Linked DNA regions of Salmo salar: region 2 is linked to region 1. Evidence: chromatin contacts called from public Hi-C data. All regions are on one chromosome and are shown on one strand. Each heading gives the region's core, a stretch centred on a gene start, on an enhancer-like site or on the middle of the called end of the contact. The rest is flanking DNA. Distances are from core to core; before and after follow the strand shown. Region 1 holds the start of LOC106575232 (zinc finger E-box-binding homeobox 2). Region 2 overlaps LOC106575232 (zinc finger E-box-binding homeobox 2).

Evidence for each region. A called contact is a pair of places that touch in the nucleus more often than the background predicts.
Region 2: a Hi-C map of muscle shows a contact between it and region 1, with 5 times the contacts expected there. The contact joins the enhancer-like site here to the promoter of LOC106575232 in region 1. A contact is called at or near these places in 2 of 3 Hi-C or Micro-C datasets (gill and muscle).

The regions. Positions count from the first base shown.
Region 1 is chrssa17:11,200,679-11,208,626 of Ssal_v3.1, forward strand. LOC106575232 (zinc finger E-box-binding homeobox 2) reads left to right here and starts at 3,086. Exons shown (of 10, transcript XM_014151610.2): 1 at 3,086-3,235. The coding sequence starts at 3,163. It overlaps LOC106575233 (a long non-coding RNA gene), which reads right to left and starts at 3,222. Exons shown (of 3, transcript XR_001321708.2): 1 at 3,058-3,222; 2 at 1-1,313.
Region 2 is chrssa17:11,256,914-11,264,861 of Ssal_v3.1, forward strand. It overlaps LOC106575232 (zinc finger E-box-binding homeobox 2), which reads left to right. Exons shown (of 10, transcript XM_014151610.2): 2 at 5,295-5,549. Among protein-coding and RNA genes, the nearest start is that of LOC106575233, 57 kb to the left of the region's middle. Within about 2 kb of position 4,443, at least 1 of the 13 cell types and tissues checked has an H3K27ac peak or open chromatin away from gene starts, as enhancers often do. A contact at or near this core is called in muscle, where this site is marked.

The DNA.
Region 1 (7,948 bases), core at 1,836-4,335:
TTGTACATAACTAGCTAATGAAAATATAACAGTGCAACATAAATAGAGTAGTAGGCTGCAAATAAATACAGTACTGTACATGTAATAATAAACATAATAATCATAATATTACAAATACAACATTATATTCATATTGTTAATAATAATCAGAATTATAATTAGTACAATTATATATAATTCATTCAAATTAATTGCAGATAAGAATATTGAAAAATACTCTAATAGCAATCTATTTTCAGCTGTTCTGTCTATATCGACCGTCTTTTTGGAACATTTAATGCCAGATGTTGAGCACCTTTTCCTCTCGAGCTGTGCTTCCGAGTTCTCTGGAATTTGATTGGCTTTGGACAAAGGCATCAAACAGTCGAGCATCTTGATTGATGATTTAATTATCCATACAATTGATAACTGCATAGGACAGGACAGCAAATATAATACTTTATTTACATAACCAATCACAGCGTTGCAAAGGTGGAGCCTTTCTCTCCATCTATAGCGAGAGACAGACAGAAAATGAAGCAGCAGCATCACAGGGAAATACATAAATAAATCAAATAGAGGAACATTAATTGGAGTAATAGCCATGGCATATAGTTGCAATAGAGTGAAATATGTTCGTCGATATAACCTTGAATAACACCTGTGGAAAAAAAGGAATAAAGTATACCCTTGACGTATTTCAAACCTGGTCAGAGTGATGAGTGCACATAGACTTTGTTTAAAACACACGGGGAAAACTTCAACTAAAGTACCTGTACGCAGCTGACTCCACCTGGCAAGTGCGAGAAGCATCTCAACATACACATCTCTGTCGCTCTTGTAGATGCATGGGGCACGCGCCGTTATACATGCTCATAGTGGTTATTGCGATAGTAAAAATAAACGCACGTCTATAGAGGAGGCAAATAAATAAACGTTTACAAATATAAAACATGAACAACCCAAACCGCTGATGCTCACTTCCTTAACTCTGCAAACCTTACATTTTCATCCCTGGTATGTGTGAGAGTCAGTCAAACTTCCAACGCTTATCATTTTGGTCCGTTTTCCCCCCTTCCAGTTGTGGTCATGTGCGTTGAATATGAGAGTGTTCCAACTTTTCTTCTTCCGGATAATATTCTTGCTTCTTCGGCTGCTATACATGGTAGTCGTAGTCCGACAGTCACAGTTCATTTCACTCGGATCAAACAGCTTGGGAGAGAGAGAAAAAACGTATCACGTTTAGCAAAAGATGCTCACGTTTGGTCCTGCTCAATTATCCCCTCCCGTGACGATAGGTGGCGCGTGTCCCAGGGTTGGTTCTCTCCTCTCCTCTGTATTACAGAAAAGAGAAAGAAAAAATGTCATTAGAAGAGGCGTAACACGTCAGTCCGTCCCCAGGTTTGTTTCCTGGAGTGTCTGAAAGAGATCAGTCCTAACCTGCCCTAGCAGGAATAACGGTCCTTCTCGAACCACTATTTCTAAGGCTTTATTATCATTGCAAGGATCCCTGCACATTTCTCTCCACAATTGCTTACCGCTGCAGTCTCCTGTTATCACTACAACCGAAGTCAACCGAAAATATACTACTATAGGAAATCAGGTATGTGTCCGTTTCTTTACCTCGACTAATAAACTTTATACAATTGGTCATTTATAATTTTTGAGATCGCGACTTAGAGCTTTTGTAGGGGCTTTGGTGCTATAGTATTGCGTTCACGTTAAACTTTCTCTACCTGCACAGGTGGATGAGGGAGCGGTGCGCTTTAAGTATCTAGGCTTGCAGTGCGTTTCATCAGAGAAGATGCAGTTTTGTAGAATTTGCTGAAAAACCTACTCTTCGAGCCGAAAAACCATTAAAAAAAAGAGAAGAAGCTCTCTCTTATTCAGCTTTGGATTCAGTTTCACCGAGCCATGCCTGCACCCTTTTGTATCCAACTCGTTTTTGTTAGTGTCTTTCTGTATCCTTTGGTTTCGTAGAGCAGAAGTTGTCTGTCTCACAATAGGGTAAATATTCGCGTATCATATCCATGTCATTTACATCATTTTGTTCAGATAGCTATAATATGTTTCATATCCTGTCTGGATAATTGTATTTTTGTTGACACATCATTTTGTGGTATTTGTTAGTTTTTGTGTGTTTATTTGTTTTTCCTGTCGTGGGTCGTTCCCCATAGTAATACAATCCAATGACAGAAATTAACCCGCTCATTTTGCTCGATTAGTCCATTGAAAGCATGAATGTTTTCATGTTTTGTCTGTTTTTTTACTTATTTATTTATGTACGTATTTCAGCATGCTAGGCCTAAAACGTAAAATATGCATGCTATCTAAAATTAATCTTAAATTAACACATGTAATCTTCGTAAATTAATGGTGGAGTACTTTTACATTTAGGCATTTAGGCCTACGTATTTCACAACATAGCTTTTTGTATCATCTTTATATTTTTTTATTGTTGTGTGTTGTAAGTGATATATTGCCTGGCGGAGTGAAACTGTTCTTTCAACCTTCTGATATTTACATTTGACACAAAGCAAATCGTTGAACTCATAACTTTAACATTGTGTCATCATCAATATAGGTTACTCTCAATTTTAAAAAAATGTAGGTTAAAAAACATGAACCCAGATAAACCAATGTCGGCCTACTGTTTGCGATGTACGAGTTATTTTTTTATATATATATCGAAGCAGAACATAAAAAGAAAACAGCACAAAAGAAAGAAAAGGAGCAATGGTAAAACTTTACTTATTTGAATTAAAACAATGTAAAACGCATGCTTAACCCAGCACGACCAGTCCGTCTGAATTATGCCTCATACTGAAGGTGTAACTCCCTGTCTCCCCCTTTCTCTGCATCCTCTCCTTCCCCGTCGTCAATGTTCACTTCCACTTATCATCATCCCGATCACTGGCATTATACAGATCAACAATACATTGATCGACCCCTTATCGTACTTTAGCATAGGTATAAAATACACGTTTTGTATATTAATAAATGGTTTTTCTATTATTTTCTGTTTTATTTGGCGCCTGATATTGAAATATGTTCTCCCAGTCAGTCCAGTGTACCCACATTGTTGCTGCCTGTGTTTGGTTGTTAGATATTGAGCCTGCGTGCTGCTGCTGCTGATTCAAGGAGTCGAGTCCATGCGAGCTGCCATCTGATCCACTCTTATCAATGAAGCACGAGATCATGGCGGATGGCCCCAGGTGTAAGAGGCGAAAACAAGCCAATCCAAGAAGGAAAAACGGTAAGAAAAGACATGAAAATAACAAACTGTCATTTGCGAAATATGTTTGTTGTGGATCTAGAGTTGTAATGTTGTCACTGTGACTGTAGTTCAGAGGGGCTGGCTACGAATTGCCAAATGCGTGTTCTGTTCTGCTCTCGTCTCATAGGAAATAAAGGGACACTTCTAACTGGGAAAGAATGCGTAATGTGTCAGTATTGTACTGTGGACATGCGGGACTGTCTATCCTTCATTGTGAAATTAGGATCACAACGTCTTTGCTCATTTCGTAATTTTTACAGAGACGATTTGATGGGAGTTGTAATAAGTTGAGAGTTTATCGTTGTGCGAAAAGACTGAGTAGCAGTGGGAGGAATTTCAGAAAGTTTCCCTGCCCAGATAACGGTTCAGTAGCGAAGTCCCTTATTTTCCACCAAGACAAACCCGTTAGATGAGGACTGATTTTATTTGCTGTTCTGTAGTTGACGTACCTGTAGATTTAGTGGTTTGAGCATTTTATTCAGCAAGTGTTTGTTCCTTATGCTACACATTGCTTAGAGTCTCTCACACCCCTGAGTATATTATGACATTAATGTAATTCATTTTTATATGTCTAAACGTTATTGGTATGTTTAGTCCTCGCGTTGTACCCAAATGATTTGTTATAGTGTCTATCTGCTTTCTCTCGAAGCATAGTCCCCTTTTAGTAGGAAATGATTAGTGTCCCAAACCGTTGGCAACTGGCAAGAATATGAAACAGAACATGGGTGGACAATTCGCAGTGAACATTCTGCAATAGCTTAGTTTACTAATGTATTATAACCAAATAATATGGCATGTGCGCTAAGATGGTGATATTGACCGGTGGTGTGTCTCGTGTCATTTATTTTATTATTAGCATTATGAAGTGCTTTGTGTGGAGCAAATAGCGGTGAAGGATACATTTGTCACTCTGCTATTGTCAACTGTTTGTCCACCCACCGAACTGTGTTACATGTTGGGAGTTATTGAGCCATGGCGTGGATCGCTTTTCGCAGGGAATAGACGTTTGTTCCTTTCCCTTTTTGTGGACTGTAGACTACAATACACCCCGTGCACAAGTAAATCCAGCATCACCACGTCTGGGTCCCGAGATCTTTTCTCAGACGGGAATGCTTTGGATGTTCATTGTTGTTGTACAAAGTAGCCTTATCAAATGCGTATGAATTTTTGCTTATACTTATGAAATGTCTCCCTTTATGTGGCTCTTTTCCTTATTAAATTTTGTGTATTGATTTTGTACAATCAATACAAGGAGAGTCATTGGTGCTTCAAGCTTGTTGTTGTTCTGAATAACAAAAGACAGGAGTGAAAGTAGGTTCCCCTTTTCACTGTAGTTTCTAGGAGATACGAATGTTCTTGCCTCTTCTTGCCTCTGAGCACCAGTTCCCACCTGTTCCAGTAAACAAAAGTTTGGATTACTTTAAAACACTCCATTCAAGTAAGTGTTTTTTCTGACAAACACACAGGCTGACTGATTGACATTTGCATTTGTCAGAAACAAAAATCCTTTCAAATTCCCCCCTTGCAACAGCAACAAGCAGCAAGCAACTTCACACACTCTCAATGCAAAAATAATTAACATGTTATTTTAGTCGCTTCCCCCTCAGTGCCGATGTGGTGTGCAGCGTGCACATATTATAGGCTGACTGAGCAAGTAGAAATTCGACATTCTTGATTCTATCATATTTTTTGAATATGCCATTGTGATCACTGAGTTGCCCCCCCTCCCCCTATTTACATTTTCTCGTCATGGGATGCCTTCAATAGCTCTCTCCCTTTGGGAATGCTGTGGTTGAGCTATTCAGACAGAGTGGATTTTATTTTCTCCCCTGGATGCATGGAGAGATGTCATAGGAGCTGAGCTTGTGTGTCTGGCCGATAGATAACACCACTATATAGCTATATATGAGGATCCTTATCAGACCGATAGCCTACATACTGAGATTACTTGAACGCAGTAAACAAGATTAAAAAAATTGAAATTGAAATATTTTGAATATTGATAGATTGATGATGTAAATGATTTTTTTAATGACATGGGTAGAGAAATAACTGATTTTCTTCTGCATGACAGTTTGTCGTGTTTTCCAGAAGACATTTATCTGTAGTTATAGAATATTTTCAGTAGGATTTCAACGTTGCGATTCACAATTATAGCTCAATTCTATAGCCAGTATTCTGACCTTAGAGTGAGACTGGAATTCCAGGTGAATTTATTCAGATTAGGTTATTTGGTCACATTATAGTTGATAATAATGGTTCTGTAGCCGTGCATGGTGTATTTGGCTTCGCTGTTTGTTGATAACACGCCTTTGGCGTGTGATTCTATAGGCCCACATATGATACTATACATGCTTATCGCATCCAGAGTTAAAGAGTGTAAAGTCAATCTCACAGTTCGGTGCAACTTGATATTGGCAACTCTGTAGTTTGTTGGAGTTTTCTCTCTGCCTGCCTTCCCAGGTGTTGCAAGTCAGACCCAGCTGTGGGGATCTACCTCTCCTTGTGTTTATAAGTAAAGCTGGAAAAGTACTCCACAAACCTATTCCCTTCTAACTTGATTAGTCAATCAGTACTGTTAAAAAGTAGTACTTTTGTATGGCATACTTTCAGTTTCCACACTTTTATTGCTCTCTCAGTATAGGTAAAGAGACATTTACTATGGAAATGACAGACAGGGGTACTGATCAGTATCTCCCGCTCATCTATTTGGTTTACGTTCAACTCTGGGGTAATGTTGGAGTTGTGTGTGTTATGTGGTTTTGTCTGTATTGGGTGTGCCATTTTATGAGGTGGTACATAAAATGATACCACTTTTTCAGGAGAAGTTTCAAATGTAAAGGTAGCAATTCCAATGGTCGTTTTTTCGGACATTTTCTGTAATGCAATACAAAGACCTATACATTTTCAATCAACAGAAAGCCTCTCCATAGATGTTACCATACTCCAGAATATATTGATTACATAATTAAAGGTATAAAAGAAGAAGAAGCTTTCGAGCTTCTCTCTGTGTCTCTCTCTCTCTCTCTCTGGCTCCAATAGTTTAATACAATGCTGTGAATGTGATTATAAAAGCCTGTGTGCATTCACGCTAAAGATATAAAGGAGTTCTACTAATTCTTTAGCCTCAGCTCTGCCTTCAGCCCAAACAATGGCAGATTCCTTCCAGTCTAAACATTTTGTCCATCTCTATTATTCATTTGCTTTTAAGGTGCATTTGCTCCCGAGTCGAAGAGAAAAAGCTCCCCTTTCCTTCCCCCCCACCAAGCCCCCCCCCCTTTCCCTTTTCACAAATGTTTCCTCTTCCCAAGGTAGGCTCTATTTTGTTGCTGTCACAGGGAAAAGGAGGGCAGGTTCGCTGGCGCTCACGGACAATTGATTGTCAGTCGTAATGTGTTTCATTTACATGTTTATAACGTCAATAGTGCTGGGGTGTCCACTGTACCATTTATGCTGTCATTCCCACAAGGGTGCAATTGTCTAAGCAGCCATAGCTAGTCACCTTTTCTGATGGCTTTTTCACTCGGGCAAGAAAATGGAAAGGGCGGTGTTGCCGTGGTGCATCAGTGTTTAGAAAAGGATTATTTTGTTTAAGCAAGTGAAATAATTACTGCAGATATTACGAGCCAGCAAGAAATAATCTCCCTTCAGCAGAGGCCTGCACTGTTCGCATGGCAGTAGTGACAGTGGTGAGACATGAGGTGTCCAGACAGACTCAGGGTTTTTAGAAAAGCGATTTCATATATTTCATATGATGAGATATTATTTGATGATTTACTTTAGACTCATAGACTGATGGTGTCTGGTAATGGTAGATGCAGCATGTAGAGGATGTGTGTTTTTTGTGCACTGTTCCCAAAACAACATCCTGATCCTGATTCCTGGCATGTCGTTATGCCAGAGACCTTTTCCCGCTTTTCAAGCAGATACAGTTTGGTTGATGCATCACTGTAGTTTGATGTTTGTCATTTTTTATCAAACGGGGGGTCATCATGAGCTAAATATATCCTTCTGCTAAAACGACTATAGTCGGACGTACACCACTGAACACATTTCTGTTACTGGATCTCTTACCTGTTAGATTTCAGAACTTCCAGAATAATAAAAAAAGCTCCATATGCATTCCATTGCCTAGTGTGGTGACTTTCGACTTAGTAAAGGTTTTCGTTCATTCAAAACTACATAGATCTCCCTGACATCACGTTAAGCCACAAACACATGTTGTGTTTGCTGTGAGGAACCAGATTCACGCCAGTATCAGACGATTACGAATCTCATAGAACACTAATGACCATCTCCTCAGTCGGACACCAATACGCAACTTTATCCCAAAACATTTTGTCTGTTTCAAAAAAAATCTTTCCCATTTTATTTATTTTTTGGGTTTTTGGGTTCTATATTTTTTTCTCCCTCTCTGGCTTGTGAAGATATTTCCGCCTAACAGGGAGAACACACACAGCAAAGGCACCGTTAGCTGAACCCCTGACACCGCGGTCTTTGGAATGCCTTAGGTATGGTTTCACTTTTGCTCACATCAATGCTGACCTGAATGTCTTTCATATCTGATCCGCCGTGTCTCTCTCAGTAAACATCCCCCGAGGGGAGAACAAAGAAAGGAGCTCTTCTTCTTCTTAATCACAATTCAGCCCTTTCACCGCCAGCAGGCTACATTTGCATTCAGCATCAGAAAGG
Region 2 (7,948 bases), core at 3,193-5,692, 58 kb after region 1:
GAGAAAGTAGAGGCTGCAAAGGCACACACACACACACGCACACACAAACACAAACACACACACACACACACACACACAAACACACACACACACACACACTCTCGTAGCAAGGACCCGCTGCAGAACATCTGCTGAGAGATTTGCATATTAATTAACCCATATTAACACTAATTATTCTGGGAAATTATCAAATAAATTACATTTTCTAATTTTAACCTTTTCCTTTGCTTGACGTATGTCAGCAGCCAGAGGAACCTTTAGCTGGAAATCGATCTCACCTGAGCCGGTGATCTTAGGATATTGTTATTTCTATTTATACATATACATTTTTTTCATTTCATTTTCAGTCCTGAGGGCAGCCTAGGGAGCTTTTGTGTGCCTTGCCCCCCCCCCCTTTTTTGGGGGGGCTCCTGCGTTGGGGAGGAGGAGGCCCAGAACATTTGTCGAGGGAGAGGAACATGTGTGCAGGGATGTACAGATGGTGGATCTGTACAGGGCGAGTAAAGGTGGGCCCTCTGAGCAGTTGAGCAAACCTTGAAGCTTTCTTTTTCCAGCCTGTTGCTCAGGCCTCTGCAAATAAATGGGAGTTTAATTCAATTAGAATCAGGCTACTGTGGATGCCTCATGGCAGACATTATTGAACATAACCAACCCCTTCCTGACACACTCAGAATCACTCACTACTCACTCCCATGCACACAGACACAGAGAGAACACACACACACACACACACACACACACACACACACACACACACACACACACACACACACACACACACACACACACACACACACACACACACACACACACACACATACACACGCACGCACATACGCACACACACTCCCCACTCCCAGGTTGGTTTACACATTGCTGAATTTTCACCATTCATCGCCCTCTGCCACTGTCCTTTTACTGCTTATGGCTTTCTTGGTCTGGCCCATGTGAAACACCAGGCCAGTAGACTTGGACAAGATCTTAAGCATTCTTGTGTATCTCACTGGAATACAGACAGACAGTCAAGCATTTTTGGTATTTCTACCGAATGTAAAACAGCCAGTACTCCTAATGAGTAAAACGCCAAAGTTAGACATATTTAAAATTCCAAAGACAGAAGAATATACTTAAACGTTCCCTCTGTTCCTCCCACCTACGACCCCCAAACGCTTCCTACCCTAAAAGGATGATTATTCACGGAACAGCCTACTCAGAGCCCTAAACTCTGTTGTGAAAAGGAATTGTGAAAGTTCAAAGGTCATTGTTAAAACCTCTTCCAGTGGGGTAGCCACAAGGCTATGACCTAATTTCTACCTTAATGCCTCTTTACCTCCCCTATTCCCCCGTTCTCCACCTCTACCCCCCCGTCTCCCCTTCCCCCTTCCCCCTCTGCCCTCCTAGCCATTCAGGTGATCTGCATTTTTCTCATTCATGAGACAGGGCAGTTATTCTCCAATAGGGTGAATGTCCTTGCTCATTACCGACACTGATAGCTACAGGAAACACAACATTACCTGGAGCTAAGCCTCAGCGGCCAGTTAGCCAGGCTCTCAGTGTGAGTCACCTACCACCTTTCCCCATCGCATCTAACGGGAAGCTGGCTGGAAACTGGAAAGTCTCTGCCCCCAAATATAGGGTACTGTGATGGACACAGTGACACACCGGGTGGAATTGATCTTCTGGCGCCTTCTGTCTCAACTGTTCCATCAGACAGAAGGGGTTATTTGGATATTTTTCTGGGTTGTTCGTTACGGATCGAGTGCAGATCCAGCACCTCCCAGCTCGGGAGCCTGTTGAGAGGGCTTTGTGGAAGAGTGTAGGGAAAGGGGAAGAGTAGGCACACAGATGCACGTTTGCAGCACATTCACCCAAGTATGTTTATTTGAGTGTGTGCTTTGGGCATGTTCAGATGGTCAGTGTATGACTCAAGGTTTGTATGCATGTATGACACGGATATTTTGTAGTGTGAGAGTTAGGGTTTGTTTAACAGCTCGACAGTAAAACACAGTCATATTTTTGTTCTTAACACGCTGTTTTTTCTCTTTGGAAGAATCTTTTACTTTTAGATGACTTGATAGGACCTTTTTTTTTATTATAAGGGTACAGAGAAACAGTCACAGTAGAAATATCGATTGTCAAATGTCTTTATTTGTTTTAAGAAAGATGATGAGATTCCAATCAGACTCCTTTTTTTTTGTCACTGACAATGAAAGGAGAACTCGCTCTCTCAACCTTCCACAAAAAGCTGTCATTATGGAAGGTTATAGACATCATAATCAATGCACTTTTGAAACTGCCCTCTGTACTGCTATGCCTGACAGCCTAATACCAGAGTTCTGAAAGGGTTACGTCAGACATGTATAAGCCTGATATTAAGCAAGACTCAAGTGAGCAATTACAAGTGTCATTTTAATTATCTGTAAAAGTCATTCCCTTTATTTACCTCCAATCAGGAGAAAGAAGAAAGCTGGTGAGAATCAGCTGGTAACAGGTAGCATCAGTCAAAATGCCAGCTATAATTGCCTTTGTTGAGGGCGGCACTTAAACTAAAGCAGGAGAAAAATAGAAAGTGTCATCTGAAAGAAAACGTAGCCCTAGAAAGTAAACATGATGATTTCTTTGTCTATCTCATCTAGAAACACAAAAGATTGATTAGCGGTGAGGTATAGAACAAAATAATGGCAGAGTGTAGGCTAACATTAGTAGGTTCGAAATGACTTTGTTTCAGAGTACAATGCCCGACGTCAGGCTGGTGCTTATATTATACTGAGGCGTCTGTCAGAGATGTCACCTAAACAAAGCAGGCTTTCTGAAGTCAATGCTACATGCTTCTTTGATTGACAAGTTGCACACTGTCATTTTTGTCTTCTCCAAGCTCTTTGGTGAGTAATGCTCTGTCTGATAGCCAATGTTCTAGCTTGGAGATCACGTCCAGCGAGCTCCCCTCTCCTACTCCCTACCTCTCCCCTAAAACATGTAGACCTGTATGGAAGCACAGATCCCCAATCTGGCGTTAGAAGCTTTTCATGGTTTGGTTTGGACAACTGTAGATGTCTAGAGGTTTGCAGGGAGTGGGGTGATCTTCACGTCTCCTCTATGTCCAAGGTCCATTGTCTCCAGGTTCGTTGCTCAATATTGAAGACGTCACATTGTAGCACCTCTTTTCATGCGTTAACCAATACGCTATACATAGACCCATAGTACACTGAAAAATTCCCTATGAGAGTTTTGGGGTGTAAAGAAAGGCCTTTTAAAACCTGTCCATCCTTAGATAATGTCATTCACCCCTCCTGGGTATTTGTCAGTATTCAGGCTGTGTCCAGAGATCAGGTCTGCAGGGGCGGGGTAATAGCTTCCCAGGCCTCCTGCTTCTTTGTTACCCCCTGCCGCCCGCCTGCTAGGCCACCCTTAGAAACCTGCCTGGGAGAAAGGGGAGTAGGGAGTCCACAGCACGTTGTGTTGCTAAGAAGGGGGGTTAGGGGGTTAGGGGGGGGGTTAGGGGGGTAGGGGGTTAGGGGTAAGTTGGGAAGGGGCCAAAGGGGAAATACAATAATAATAATAATAACATATTATCAATTGTGGGCCAAGGTATATCGGGGACCACACAGCAGGAGTTTGAATGTCTCACTTTCTTTTTGGCTTTTCTTTGGCTTTCTCTTTTTTTCATGTCTGAGGGCATTACCCAGTCTGAACTTGCCTAAACCCTTGTGGTCACACCTCTTGAAAAGGTTTTGTTTCCCCCGTCAATTGGTATTCTAACCAGGTCAGCTGATTCTGCTGGCCCTGTCTACGCAGCCGTTTTCATTTTAATTTGCGCCTGTTGTTCGGAAGGCAAGTGCAGACCCGTGGATTATACAAAGATCATGTATGAACATACTGTATATGCTCAACGTAATCTTATTTCTCTCCATAGTATATAACAAGAAAATATCTGATTTATTTTCCCTTCTCAGTTTTGGAAATTTGGAAGCTATTAGAGTTTTATTTAGTAGTCATTTATAGCTACAGTACAGCAATTAAAACGGACCTTAAACATTTTTGCACTCTGCTTTTTCCTCGTCTTCCCCTAGCCACATTTGAAATTGGTTCCCATGATGTCATACTCTGATTTCCCCCCTTTGTGGTTGTTTTGAGTCTGTTTCTCCAGAGTAGTGTTTTAGGAACTAGCAGTGAGGTGTGTGATGCGGTGATGTGGCGGTCCTGTTTCTCTCGCTGAGCTAATGTCCTGTGTTTATTCCTCTAATAAGTCTTTTGACTTCCTTCGTAGGACAGACAATTTATGGACCTTGTGTGTAGACTGGAGAGGCTAGAGAGACAGCCTTGTGAGGGCAGACTAATTCACAAACAGCCACCTTCAATTGAGTTCACAGCCCTTATTTACAGGCTGCCTATTTTAAGATAAGCTGCCATGTGTCTGGGACCAAGTGTTGTGGAATCAAGCGGGCCGCTACTTGTGTGAGTTATTTTAATATGGGGCTCGACTGCGCAGTATTTCCCTCCGCAAACCATGACTCATTGACAACACTCCCTGAAAAAGACAAGAGGAGAGGAAATGGAGGGAAAGGAGTGGGATGCAGGTCCTGTTTTGATTAAGTTAGGGGTGTTTTATACTGTATGTATTATTTCATCTATCATTGTAAAGATCTGACTTGACGGTTGATGTCTGTCAAGTTCTGGGGGAAAATACAGTACAGTAGGTACGTCACTTACTTAAGGAGTGGTGAATGTGATGAAATGACTAGGGGTTAAGCCATTTCAATCCAGGGTGGTATGGCTATTTGACATTTGTAAATATCAGAAGTGCAGAGTATCTCTGCCACGTTGGGTATGCTTTAGATCTGTGAGCCCAACTGAAAGGTGTAGCTAGGTTGGCATCTCAGGCAGTCTACTGCGGGAGAAAATGTGTGGCTATTTTGGCGTGTCTACGTAGCAGCTGACTGACTCCACACAGCATGATGGTTAAAGTTACAGATTCCAGTCTGTCGCGGTGGGTGTTGTTGTAATTGGGATGTACCCCCACAAGAAAGGGCCCATGTCTCAAACAGGAATGGGTTTAAACCTGTAATCAAATAAAATCAAAGTTTATAGGTCTCTTAAACAGTTTGGCAGATGTTATAACAGGTGCAGCGAAACGATTGTGTTACTTGCTCCTAACAGTGCAGTGCAATCATGACTTCATCTAAGGACATAATCCTCTTTGACCTTTTTTCCATTTCAGCGTCAGTACAATGAACACCAAACGTGAATTCCTGTGCAGTGACCCATCTTGTTTTGTTTTGTGTTCTCCCTCATTGCAGCGTTGAATTATGAGAATGTGATGGATACTGGTTCAGAGACAGAGGATGAGGACAAGCTGTTGGTATCGGAGGAGGACGGCCTACTTAACGGGGTGGGCAGCCCTGCCAGCCTGAACAACCACGACGCTGGATCCCCGAGGGTGGGCCACACCCTGATGACAAAGGAGGATGAGGACGATGACATGAGGGACAGTGGAGTAGACCATGTCTGGCATGACAACGACATGCTGCACGCCTCAGTCGACGGTACTGGTGAGTGTCTCACACACACACACACACACACACACACAGAAGCGCACGGATCACGGCCAAAATGTTTTTCCGATTTATTTGATTTTCCATGAGATGATAGGTTAGCCAACTCCTCCCCCTCCACCACCTCCACAGTAACAGGGGCAGCGATTGGCCGTGCATGCCAGTCATAGGAAGTGTATGAGATCAAACCACATTTTGACATGCAGTGAGTTGACAGGGGCAAGCAGAGTCAGGAGACATTACTGTAACTTGACGATAAATAGGAAACGTATGACGGTGCCACTTAAGATTGCAGAGGAATGTTGGAGATTCCTACACCCCACATGACTGAAACTCACTCGGCTCGTCCCAACGCTAAATCTCGACCATATTTATTCTCATCTTTATCCTCACTAAAATAAACCAGAGTTATATAAGATGATATTAACAGATAGTTTTTCAATCATAAAATTAAGAGCATACATGACGTTTTCTAAGAATCGCCTCTTTTGATTGTCTATATTATCGCAATATGATCAGACTTTCAGTATGTGATTGATATAGCTTCATTTGCTAATAATCTAGTTTAGATCATTTCAGGCAAGTGATACATACAACTTTTGTGGCGCCTTCCATTTTGTTTTATTTGGAGCATCACTGATAGCAGAGAGCCTAGTCATGGATGCTTGAAAGATAAATACTTTTAATTAGGGCTAGGCGATAATCATTAAAGGAAGCCAGACTGCTGCAAAAGTCATTAACAATCTTAAATGAAATTTTTATTTTTATGATAGCCATTTACATGTATAATAGGAGTCAATGATTCTTGCAGCGGTGTGACAGAAACAGAGTGTAGCGAGAACTCATGTAAGACACCCCATTTAAACGAGCCGGTGTTAGCTATTCATTTCTCCTAATGAACTGGGTTCTGTAGAGTGCTGAAAAGGGGGAAATATTTCACCATCTAAAATGTTATTACGCTCCAAAAATGATCATCTATTGAAAAAGGAGGAAGTTCACTTAGGGGGTTACTGATTATCGACGTACAAATCGGAAACATAATTGTCGTAGACAATCGATGTATTATTTTGCTCTGTTTATGGATATTTCTACTAGTGAAGGTTCATATGGGGTTTGATTCTTTAAAAATAGAAATGTTCCAATAAATCAAGATCAAAAATAAACAAGTAGTCAAAGCGTACAGTAATTGTTTATTTGATAAAAGCCTGTGGTGCCTTAATGTCTGTAATTCAACTATGTTGCAATTCCCAGATAATCTGCTTCTCATGTGATAAAACGTCGTCTGCCATATTTCTGAGACCTTGTGTAGTTAATTAGTGCAGATGATGGGAGTCTTCGCTTTCCCAAGCTTGTGGGCATTATGTTTGACTGTCCTTTTTCCTCTTTCACGGTGCCTTACTGTCTACAATGATACCTCAGCACATAACTTTACCCGGAGATAAGCTGTGCTTTTCTCCCCTGCCTTTTCTACGTCAGCTTTAGTACTCTGTCCAGAGGATGCAGGTTTTGAACAGAAGAGCACTGCAAAGGTTTCTTAGCTGTGCCTTTCCGGTGCCAGCACAATCAGAGTTTTGTGTTCTAGAATGGTCCTTGACATTCTTTTATCCCACAATGGGGTGGGCTGGAATACATGACATCACTATCACACTATCATTCTAAAAGAAATCACCTGCATTCTCCCCTTTCTGCCCTTGTCTCTTTCTTCTCCTGGCCCGGCTCTGTTCAAGGACGTTCAGAGAACTAACAGAAAGGAGGAGGAGGACCTTTGTTTTTATTGCACCCTGTTCCACTGGTAACTGGCCATAAAAATAGGAATGTTTTCAAAACAAACAGCATCAATGGCGTTAAGTAAATAGGTGGACTTATGGCAGGGGAAAGGTATTCTGGACCCCTCCTAGGTCGCAGTCAGAAACTTAAACATCGTCCTTCAGTGAGGTGCAGGCCTTCTCTCACACTCCCCCTCTCCTTACATGATTTATCAGGTAGAGACAGACAGAGAGAGCAGACTGGCTCTCAACTCCCATTACACTTTCAACTATAAAAACTGTCTCTCTCCAATGGATGTGTAGCTGTCAGAAGCAATAGAAATGGCCCAAAAAGGATCTGTGCAAAGGGCCATAGAAGTGAGGTAGGTGTAAGTGGTCTTAGCCTACCTCCTGCTGGAAGTTCTCTCAGTCTCATTCCTTGACCACATACAGATTATAGGGACTGTTCAGGGTAAAGAGGGGACAAAAAGCAAGTCCCCACTTGTGCTCCTTGAGTCATATCAAAAATATGCAGTGAAATTGGATTACTAAAGGCTGCGAAAACCAAAATGGCTGCATCCATGCAAACTCTCCCACTTTCCAGGAAAAAGAAACGTGAGGGCAAGAGGAAAAGAGAGCTTGATTAACATT